3 separate regions of the Mus musculus genome follow, and regions 1 and 2 are each linked to region 3. The links are chromatin contacts, called in public Hi-C maps. All regions are on one chromosome and are shown on one strand. Each heading gives the region's core, a stretch centred on a gene start, on an enhancer-like site or on the middle of the called end of the contact. The rest is flanking DNA. Distances are from core to core; before and after follow the strand shown.

Region 1 (3,436 bases), core at 240-2,739, 6.9 Mb after region 3:
AGGGCAGTGTGGTTCTCAGGTGACAGAGCTACCGCTCTGAAATCACAGGCAACACTGCCTCATGGCCCGTGTGCCTAGGATGCCTGTGCTCACGGGCACTGATCACAGGCATATTTACTGAGTGTTGGGCCTGGCGGGGTGGGGGGAGTGGATAAAGAGGGCAAGTTTTGTGATTTCTGTCCTGAAGCCACTGAGTTCAGTAAGGAAAGGTAGGATACAAACCAAAAATAAGAACTGTTCTTTGGGTCATTTGTGAGTTCTATTCCATGTGGGTCAGCTATCAGTGAGTGAATGAGCCCTTGGGCCACCAATGGCTCATGCTGTGTCCAGAAGGACAAGAGGGCAACCCCAAGTTAGCTCTGAATCCCACCATGAGACAGAGGCTCCCCTAGAGTCAAGGAGTTATGTCCTGGGTGAAACCATCAACTCCCCATTCTCCATGCCCAGTGTGGCTTATAACCACACCACTTAGCTGGGGCTGCAGTTGCCATTTGGTGCCATTCTGCAGGGGGTGGGGGTGAGGTGTTTATTACCTTGGTATTCTCTACAGCTCCTGGTGCACCCCTGTTGCTGGTCCTCAGTAATTAGGCTTGGACCAAACCTCCTTAGATCAAAAGAAGTAGGGTCTCAGGATGCTTAAGCTCTGGATATTTAAGTCACCCAAAGCATTTGAGTACCTAGTGTCAACCTTCCTATATCTGCACTGAAGATTTATCCATCCCCCTCCCCCACCATACAGTAGGAAAGATATTTAAGCTCATGGTTTGTCTGCTGGCTGGCACCTGTAATCCTGGGACTTGGGAGGCAGAGGAAGAAGGATCACAAGTTTGAGGCCAGCCTGTGCTACATAGTTCCAGGCTAGCCTGAGTTACATGCAAGGAGGCAAGAGAGTGCTGCGTGGTACAAAATCCGGAAGCGGATTTTTGTGGAAGTAGGCTGATGGAACGGATGAACGCGTATGCGGAACCTATAAAAAGAATCGCCTCAGGCCATGATAAAAATGAGCAGAATGTTAAAGGGTCACAGCAGCGTGAGCATGGCTTGTTTCAGAGAGTGGCAGAATGGCTGGAGCCAGGATTTTGATAGAAGAAACGGTAGGAAAATCCCGCAGTGCGACTCCTTGCTGAAGGCCATCCGAATTAACCCCACTCTGCCTGGAGTCCTTGCTTGTCTGATCCCGGGTCGTGTCCGCGTTTGTAGGGGTTCCTTGTCCTAAGACTCAGGCCTACACGTATATCCGCACATGCATTTGCATACATTCTCAGGACTGCAAACGCCTGCTGCTTTAGCGGTAGGAACTAAGACCAGGTCTGCGTGGGTGCAACTCTCTGCAGTCTGAGGTTGTCAGGCTCAGAGCAGGGGAAAACTACACTCCCCAGAAGCCCCTGCGCGCCCGGTTCGCTGCGGTTGCTCACGGCCAATCGGGAGAGGCAACTGTGGCGGGGGCCGAGGAGGGACATTTTAAAAGGGCTGGAGATTGCGGGCGTCAGTGGCCATGGCGGATACAGCAACCACAGCCTCAGCGGCGTCCGCGGCGGCCAGTGCCCCGAACGCCTCCACAGATGCGCCCCCTTTCCAGCTGGGCAAGCCCCGCTTCCAGCAGGTGAGGTTCGGGATGCGACGAGCGGGTGGAAGGGAGACACAGGGAAGGGCACGGAGCCAAATCTCTTGCAAAGTCACTTCAGCTCGAGGGTCTCCAACCCGCGGCCACCAGAGCCTACAGCTAGTGCGGGGACCTTGGCTGTAGCCGCTCCTTTCCTATTGGGCAACAGGATGGGCGAGGTCTCCCTCTCTGGTTTCCTATTGGCGGGTGGCACAGTCATTCCGCGGATGCCCGCGCCCTGGCACAGCCCCCGTCCTAGTCGCTCGATGATTGGCCACGCGGGTCGCGGTCCAGGGTCCGAGCGGCTCTGAAGGGGTCGCTCTGGCAAATGCGCCCTAGGCGCAAAGTTCCCGTCTTGTGATGCATGGGCCGGTGGTGTGGCCGGTATGCTCCTCAACTTCTCCCCGAGTGGGACTGACCTTTCTTGTGAGCTGCGGGACAGTCTCCGGGCAAAACTCCCTGGGCACGCCCCATGGTCATGCTCCGGTTCCTCAACCTCCAGCAAGGTGCTGCGTGTGCCCTAGGATGGGACCGCGTGCACCGGTACAGCGACCTGATCTCTGTCCGGGGGCCTGGGGCTTCAGTGATGAGACCAGCCGGACAGCTAGTGCGTTCTGCGGGGATGCGGCTGGGACAACGCGGAGAGAGCCCGGTGCGGGGAAACGCTGTGTCATTCTCCGAAGCTGAGCTCTCCTCCCAAGGGTCCCAAGTGCGCCCCAGTCCTACTTGCGCTGCTCCCGGCCGCTGCGCAGCGCTGGCCCCCATCCACACCCGCTTGGGCTCTTCAGGGTGCACCGTGACTATGATTAACCTTACTTGGGGACACGCCAACCCAAGAAACCCGGGTATCACTAACTCGGCCATGGAACCGGAGGTCCAGGTCTGTGAGCCAGGAGCATGGGAGCTTAGTTATTACGCCGCAGACCCTCAGACTGCTTCCAGAGCTGAAGTGACCCTGGGCTTGCCAGGAGTGGGGACAGCAGATGTGCTAGAGAAAACTTTGAAGGAAGAAAGAAAATGCTACAAAGGTGGGATGTGGCTGGGTTTAGAAGTGAGAATGGTTCCGAATTCAGCCCCCCCCCCAACTTCGTCGAACTAAGCTTTCTGAGAATACGTCCCTAGAGTTTTTTAAAATAGGACTTGTTTTCTTTCAAAAATAGACATGTCTCTGCATGGAGGAATCTGGAGAGACTTAATGTCCCAGCTAGTGTAAAATGCCACCAAATATTGAGACGCTGTCAGGGGTGTTTGTGCCTAACCTTGAGTGATCCTCCATTTGTCCCCACCCCCATTCTACGCATCCTTAAGTAAGCCTGCACTCCCGACTGGGAAACACTTGCTGTCTTTGGAACCCCCACCCCAGTTGTCCTATCAAGAACGCCAAACTCCGCTCTGAACCCCCCAGTGGGAGCCTCGCAGATGCAGATTACTCTTCCAAAGTATTCCCTAGGTCCTTTTCCGGATAAAAAGTGGTTGTTGATCTTACCCCAGGCAATTGGGTTTTTAATAACACGAACTGAGTAAGGGCTTTTCCCCCAATGTCTGGTGTCTGGTATCTGGAATCTGGATGGCTCATGGGTCATCCATCTACCCAACATTTACTGAGTACCTTGTATTGGCTTCCTGCCCTGGGCTCTTCACTCTTGTGGAGTGTGTTTGGGGAGGATTAGTTTCTGCAGCTGTTCACATCTGTGGAGTATGCAGTGGCCTCTGCAGAGGCCTCCAATGTTGGCATCCTAGTGGTCTGATAAGAAAGGGTGCTGAGCAGGTCTGAGTCACCGGTGCTGAGAACGTCTGTTTCTTCCACACCTGCTCCTCCCTCTGCAAACAGCT
Region 2 (3,137 bases), core at 434-2,933, 6.8 Mb after region 3:
GTAAAACCCAAATGTGATGGTCTGGGACCCTTTGATAAAAGGTTTGCTACTTGTTTTGGCCAATGCTGGGCCACTGGTCATATCAGCAGCAATGATGCATATTTTACTGCAGCACATATGACTCATGGATTTATGCCTCAGCTCTGGTCTTCGCCGACCAAATCAATTTCAAGCGCTAGGGGTCAGGGAGCATGGACATGCTTCTGTAGGGACTCCTTCGGAGGAGAAGCTGTAATTTGGTAGCAGAGGGAGGACCTTACAGGTTTCCAAGTCTGTCTGGCATCTACGCATAGGAAGAAGCTGCAAAAGGCAGACAAAGGATTGACACTAAAAAGCAAAACTTAACGAGTGTGCTGATGCCAAACGCACAGGATTCTGTCTTGGAAGTTGACATTGCTCACTAACAACTCAGGTTTATCACAGGGGAACAGGGGAGGTATCTGACGCTGTCGGGGATAAAGGGTGATGCAGGAGGATTACAGGCAGACCTTTAAGAGACTCTCCTGCCTAAAGTACTCAGGTCGTCCCATCTTTGGTACTGTGTACATCAATTGCCCTTTTCCAGCACCAAGTACATTCGGGAGAACTAAAAATGCCCCCAACGAACAGGTTCCAACAGGAACGAAGGATTCTGTCTTTCCACATGCGGGAACGTAAACGACCACAATGCCAGGCAGGGCGTCACTTGGCCCAACCTAAAGACCCTCACGCTGCCTCTGTGCGCCTAGAAGCTCGCGCCTTCACTTCCGCACCTCCCAGGGCGATGTAACCCGGCCTTATGGTAGAGGTACAGAGCTCAACACACACTCGGTTCCGAAAACCCAAGCCTCCATTACGGGGAACAGGCTGAACAAGAGGTCTGTGGTCCCAAGCACCATGAGATCCATGGTTTCCAGGCCCAGCGGCATCGCGAGCCCCATTCGGCTCTCGCCAACAGCTTCAGTTTTGGATCAAGGCCGCCTCCGGCCGGGGAGCGGAAACGAGCCACTGTAGACACTCCGCATGGCGGGCCAGGGCCGCAGGGTCGTGGATGGCAGCGGATGCGCGGAGAGACACTCACCATCATCTTGGAAGCGGCTTCAGGTACCCGCAACTCGTCAGTTGTCCGCCTCGGGGCCGCCCACCCAAGCCCACAATGCTCCGCGCCGGAGAAATGCCCAGAAGCTTCTGGCGAGACGTTAGCCCGGGAGAGGAAGGGGCCGGACCACTTCCGCCACTCTATGGTTAGCTCCCGAGGTAGCCGGCTAGAGGAGTCGGAGGTCCAGGGACGCTCTAGGAACTCGCGTTAGCTTTGGCGGGGGTCATCGAGTCTCGCAGTGCTTTTGGTTTGTAAGGTGCGGTAAGGTCCCGCCTCAGCCCGCGCTCCCAGACGCCATGGTAGACGTGCAATGAGCTATCAGTACTGAACACCGGCTAGGAGAAGCACCTTAGGTGAGTGATCTCACTGCACCTGCTCAGCTCCGTGGCGAGGGAGCTCCGTGAGTTTCACAGGTAGCTTGGGAAGTTGGGAACAGTGTCCCGGGTCACAGGTGCGCGGCCCGCTCGGGCGCAGGAAATTTGCTCGGGTCGGCTTCTAGCTCTGTAGCGCCCCTTATCGGCCGAGGCGGCGCCGTGCCGCCTGCCCCTTCGCGCGAGGCCCGTCTCTGCCTGGGGAGGAGAGCCGTGGATCCCGCGCAACCCCGCGAGCCGCCCACCGCAGGTTCCGGGAGGCGCGTCTATAAGGAGGAGTGCGGGGGCGGGGCCGCGAACTGCAGTTGCTATTAAGAGTTTTGGCCAATCAGCGCCCGGTTCCACTTCTCCTGGCCAATAGGAAGTGGCCTAGGGCGCAGAGGAGGAAAGTGCGGCCACACGAACAGGCGTGGCGGCCAATCAGCCGCTGGCCTCCGTTCTGTGCTCCAACCGGCGCGGAGAGCGGGCCTGAGGGAGGCCGTGGCAGCTGTCAGGCTAAAGTCGGGCGAGGGATCGCGGCGGGACGGCGGCGGCGGCGGCGGCGGGACGGGCCCTGGAGATGAGCCGTGGCGCCGCGGGCTGGTGCTGTCTCGTGCTCTGGCTGCCCACGTGCGTCGCGGCCCACGGTGAGCGGCGACGGACAGGCGGGCGGGGCGGGAATCCAGCGTGCGCGCTTCCCGGGCTGGGGGCCACGGGTCACCTTGGGGACCCCGCGAGTTTGGGCCGCCCAGATCCAGGGACTAGACGGCTGCAGCGGGTGGATGCTGGTTCCCGGGTCAGTGAGTAGGCACAACCTGACAACCCCACCCCTCCCCGTCGAAACAAGAGCTTTCAGCTTTCCTCCCACTGAAGGCGACCCTGGTGACAGCTAGAGATCCAGAACGGAGGATGTGAGCGTTCTTATAGGCAGGAACACACATATGGGCTCACACGCACAGGCACCCACTTACACAACTCGAACATAAATGTACACACCTACGCGTTAAGTGAACACATGCATATACCCGAAGCTTATTAGATAAGCACATCAAATGCCAGACAGGGGTGTGCTTGTGGAAAGGGTTGCCTGGTGTTAATCCAGAAGGCTTCCTGGGGGGGGGGGGGGGTTATCCATCTGATGAAGTGTACCTACACTCAGGACAAAAAGCTGCAAGCCCCCTTAGCTCTGTCTGAGCTGTAATTTGGACCATAGACAGGATCAATTATAGACACAGCAATTGGATTGACTAACAGACCTGAGCTTCCATCCATCAACATTTACTTGCCTTTCTGGCAAGTTTAAAGAATCCAGGGACTCAAATCCAACTGAGAAAAAATATCCTAGCAAAGCTCTCGTGGTTTTTTTGGCCATTCTCTTGTTCAGGACAGCAGAGCTGGGCAGAGTTCTTTGTTTAGTAACCTTTACTGAGCAGCCACTGTGTCCTAGGCACTGGAGATTCATCTCTGTATAAAGCCACATACTTAAGGCTGGAGAGGTGGTTCAGTGGTTAAGAGCACTGACTGCTCTTCCAGAGGTCCTGAGTTCAAGTCCCAGCAACCACATGGTGGCTCACAACCATTTGTAATGGGGATCTGATGCCCTCTTCTGGTGTGTCTGAAGAGAGAGAGACCGTGTATTCACATAAAATAAATAAGTCTTTTTTAAAAAGCCACATACTTAGAATCACTGCTGCGATGAAAGAAGCTGA
Region 3 (3,289 bases), core at 513-3,012:
GCATGTGGGAGAACTGAAGAGTAGAAGGCAAGGGACACATTCAGAGTCACAAAGTAAGATTTTCTTGGAGGCAGGAGCTCAGGTCTGTGGAGCCCTAGGAGTTGTCCTCTCCATACTCAATGCTGTTGAGCTGAGGAGGTACGGTAAGGAGCCTAGGCCAAGAGACTGGCTTCATTTCATCTGCACAAGGAAGTAGAGACTGTGACCACCTTCAGACAGTCATTCCCAGAGTCAAATGGGTCAAGTGCCACAGCCATGCTAGGCTGGGATGGAGGCAGGAGGGATGGAGGCCACTTTCTGGTTCCAAAGACCTGCATCTTCCCTGAAGCTCCCACTTCTGGGGCCCAGGTTACTGCAGTCTAGATGGTGTGCTGGCTATAAAGCAAACAGACCTCAATAACAGATGGGTCTGTCTCTGTACCCTGTGGTTGTTGCATGGTACAGCTAGGTTCAGACATGACTGATCTGCCATACTGTCTTTTGTAAATTGCAGGGGCTATTCCTGGTTGTCAACTTGACTATATCTGGATGAACTACAATCCAGAATTGGGAGGCTCACCAGTGATCCTAATCTGGAGGCTGAGATAGAAGTTTCTGACCTGAATCTTGGCATGGAGATCTTGAGGCACAGTGGCTATGAATTCCAGAAGATTAAGACAGGAAGATCTCCAAGTCAAGGTTATCTGGGATTAAAGGTGTGGTGGCAGACACCTTTAATCTGGGCCACACCTTTTGCTGGAGACCTATATAAGGACATTGGAAGAAGGAAGATTGACACTCTCTTCTTCAACTGCTTGCCTTGTGGGACTGAGTGACTGCTAGATCCTTGGACTTCCATTCACAGCTGCTGCTGACCATTGTTGGGAATTGGACTACAGACTGTAAGTCATCCACCAATTCCCTTACTATATAGACTATAGAGTTCTGTGACTCTAGAGAACCCTGACTCATACATAAATGCCACTTATTTTGCAGAGATCTAGCTACCCTCATACTTTTTTATGCTTTTTTGAGATGGAGTTTCATGTATCCCAGTATGGCCTTGAACTTGCTATGTAATTGAAAATTAACTTAAATTTTTGGTCCTCCTGCCTCCATCCTTAGAGTATTGGTGTTACAGGCATGGGTGTGTGGTGGAAATTGAGTCCCAACCAGGATCAATTGAGCCAACTTCCAATCCCTGACACGACTCCTCAACGTCTCTACTTTCTTTGGCTCAATTTCCACGTCTTTCTGTCTCCTCAATGTGCTGAACATAACTTAGTCTCTCGCACTCAGAAACTTTTTTTTAACAACAACAACAAAAAAGTAAAAAAACAAAATTTTGTATGTGTGTTTTGCCTGCATGTCTGTGCACCACATGTGCAGTGCCCATGGACTCCAGAAGAGAGCATATAGGTAGCAGACAAGCAGTTTTTCAAACCTGGGTCCTTTGGAAGAACAACCGCTGTATTAAGGCATTTATGCAAAAATCTCAGAAACTTTTTAACGGTCTCTAAATAATGTTAGCGCTGCAGGCACATTATTTAAGAGCCAAAGTCTCAGTTTCCCCACCTATAGGGTGAGTGAAGGGCGAGTGTAGGGTTTCACATCGATGTGTTGCTAGGACCTGAGAGAACTTCGCAGTTTACCTCCTCCTACTGGGCCCGCCCCGTTGCGGCAGCGCCTGCGCAGCATCCTCTTCCAGGTTCAGTGCGCTCGAGGACTCGGCGCTCGACCGCCGCGTGTCAGTCTGTCTTCCGGTTTCTGCCCGGCGCGCCTGTCGAGCGCCGAGCCACTGATGGCGATGGCTGCCACTGGTCTCTGAGGAACCTCGTAGGCCGGCAGTCAGAACCCGAGGTGGAAAGGCAGGCTGCCGACTGCCTGTCGGAAGCCGCAGGGAGTGAGAAAGGGTGTCGCAGAGAGCGCGGCGGTGGCTGAGGTGGGTGTGACGTGTGGTTTGAGATGACGATGCGGTCGGGAGATGAGGCTTTGCGGGCCTCGGCGCCGCGCGGGTCTCTGCCCGCGCCGTGACGTGTTGCGTGATGTCCCGCAGAGTCGCGTCCCGCGGGTGCGCGTGGCCGTGCGGATCTCTACAGAGCCCCCCGGCTGGGTTTTTCAATCCAGTCTGGAGGCGAGAGTTTGCACAACTGGCCTTCTGGTTGCGGCATCAATTGCGGTGGTTTGTGGTGGCACCTAATTAAGTGACTTTATGTTAAGGTCCCCCACTTCATTCGCGGAACCCTATTATCCCGCTCTCCGAGTTCTCGTGGTGATGGCGAAAATCCCAGGCTCTCCTTCCCGGCTGCTGTCTTGTGTTAGTCACTTCACTTGTGTATAGGCTATGGCACCCCAGGCAGCTGCTGTGAAGGCATCCTGGAGGGAGCCTGCCTTGAGTAAGGGGCGTTTCTCCAGGGTGAGAACTGAGCTGCGATGTGTGGCCAGGGTGCACGGGGACGACTTCTGTTTGACTTTTTCTTCAGGATGAGTTGCAGGCGGGGAGGAGGCAGCTGTCACACCCAGAGGATCCTGTCAGCCACTGGCTGGGGAGAGAACCGGTCGGACCTGAGGCTGGCTGTTTAAGTGATGCCTCAGATGCTTTCCGGGATGGGTCTGCATGTGTGTAGTCTCTCGATTTATTTATTTAATCTCAAGACAAGGGTCTCACTATGTATCTATGTCTGGCCTGGAACTTGACATGTAAACCAGGCTGGCCTCAAACTCACAGGTATCTGTCTGCTTCTGCCTCCCACGCCTGTCAAATTTCTTAATTAAAGGAAATAACAGGCACCTAGCGTCCTGTTTAATTTATTTTCTGAGTTGCTGTCACCCTTCACCTTTGAGGACCAGATGGTACCCTCCTCTGTGCCCTCTGCAGCACACCACAATTCTAGCTACACAAACTCCCACTCTGTGCTGTGATATGTGGCCTCTAAAGTCTTGGAAACAGATTTCTTTGCTTCTGTGAAATGATTTTATCCTTGTTCTCAATGGTTAGGAGTCTTTCAGGGTCACATCAACAGTGACTTTGCTGTAGTCCAATAAGACAGAAAATGTAAGTTATTAAGCCCTGAAATGTTTAAGTATCAGATTTTTCTGTTGAAGGGCAGAGAACATCAGACCTGCTGCCCCACTGTTCTAATTTATAAAATCTAGTAAACACATCAACTCACTGTAAATGCAAAATATAATTTTCACTAATTTTATCCATCCATTCATCTAAACTAAGCGACAGTTTGCTATGTTGGCCAAACTGGTTTTGAAATCATAGATTCAAGTGAGGATCTTCTGCCTCAGACTTTTCAAAGTG

The links. A called contact is a pair of places that touch in the nucleus more often than the background predicts.
Region 1: a contact with region 3 is called in a Hi-C map of B cells, with 5 read pairs. The contact joins the promoter of Sfxn5 here to the promoter of Rbsn in region 3. A contact is called at or near these places in 2 of 484 Hi-C or Micro-C datasets (B cells and CD4 T cells).
Region 2: a contact with region 3 is called in a Hi-C map of CD8 T cells, with 10 times the contacts expected there. The contact joins the promoter of Cct7 here to the promoter of Rbsn in region 3. A contact is called at or near these places in 2 of 484 Hi-C or Micro-C datasets (CD4 T cells and CD8 T cells).

Annotation. Positions count from the first base shown.
Region 1 is chr6:85,331,475-85,334,910 of GRCm38.p6, reverse strand. Sfxn5 (sideroflexin 5) reads left to right here and starts at 1,489. Exons shown (of 14, transcript NM_178639.4): 1 at 1,489-1,603. The coding sequence starts at 1,496.
Region 2 is chr6:85,450,051-85,453,187 of GRCm38.p6, reverse strand. It overlaps Cct7 (chaperonin containing Tcp1, subunit 7 (eta)), which reads right to left and starts at 1,683. Exons shown (of 12, transcript NM_007638.4): 1 at 1,061-1,683. The coding sequence starts at 1,066. It overlaps Pradc1 (protease-associated domain containing 1), which reads left to right and starts at 1,886. Exons shown (of 5, transcript NM_001163427.1): 1 at 1,886-2,075. The coding sequence starts at 2,009.
Region 3 is chr6:92,213,343-92,216,631 of GRCm38.p6, reverse strand. Rbsn (rabenosyn, RAB effector) reads left to right here and starts at 1,762. Exons shown (of 12, transcript NM_030081.3): 1 at 1,762-1,921.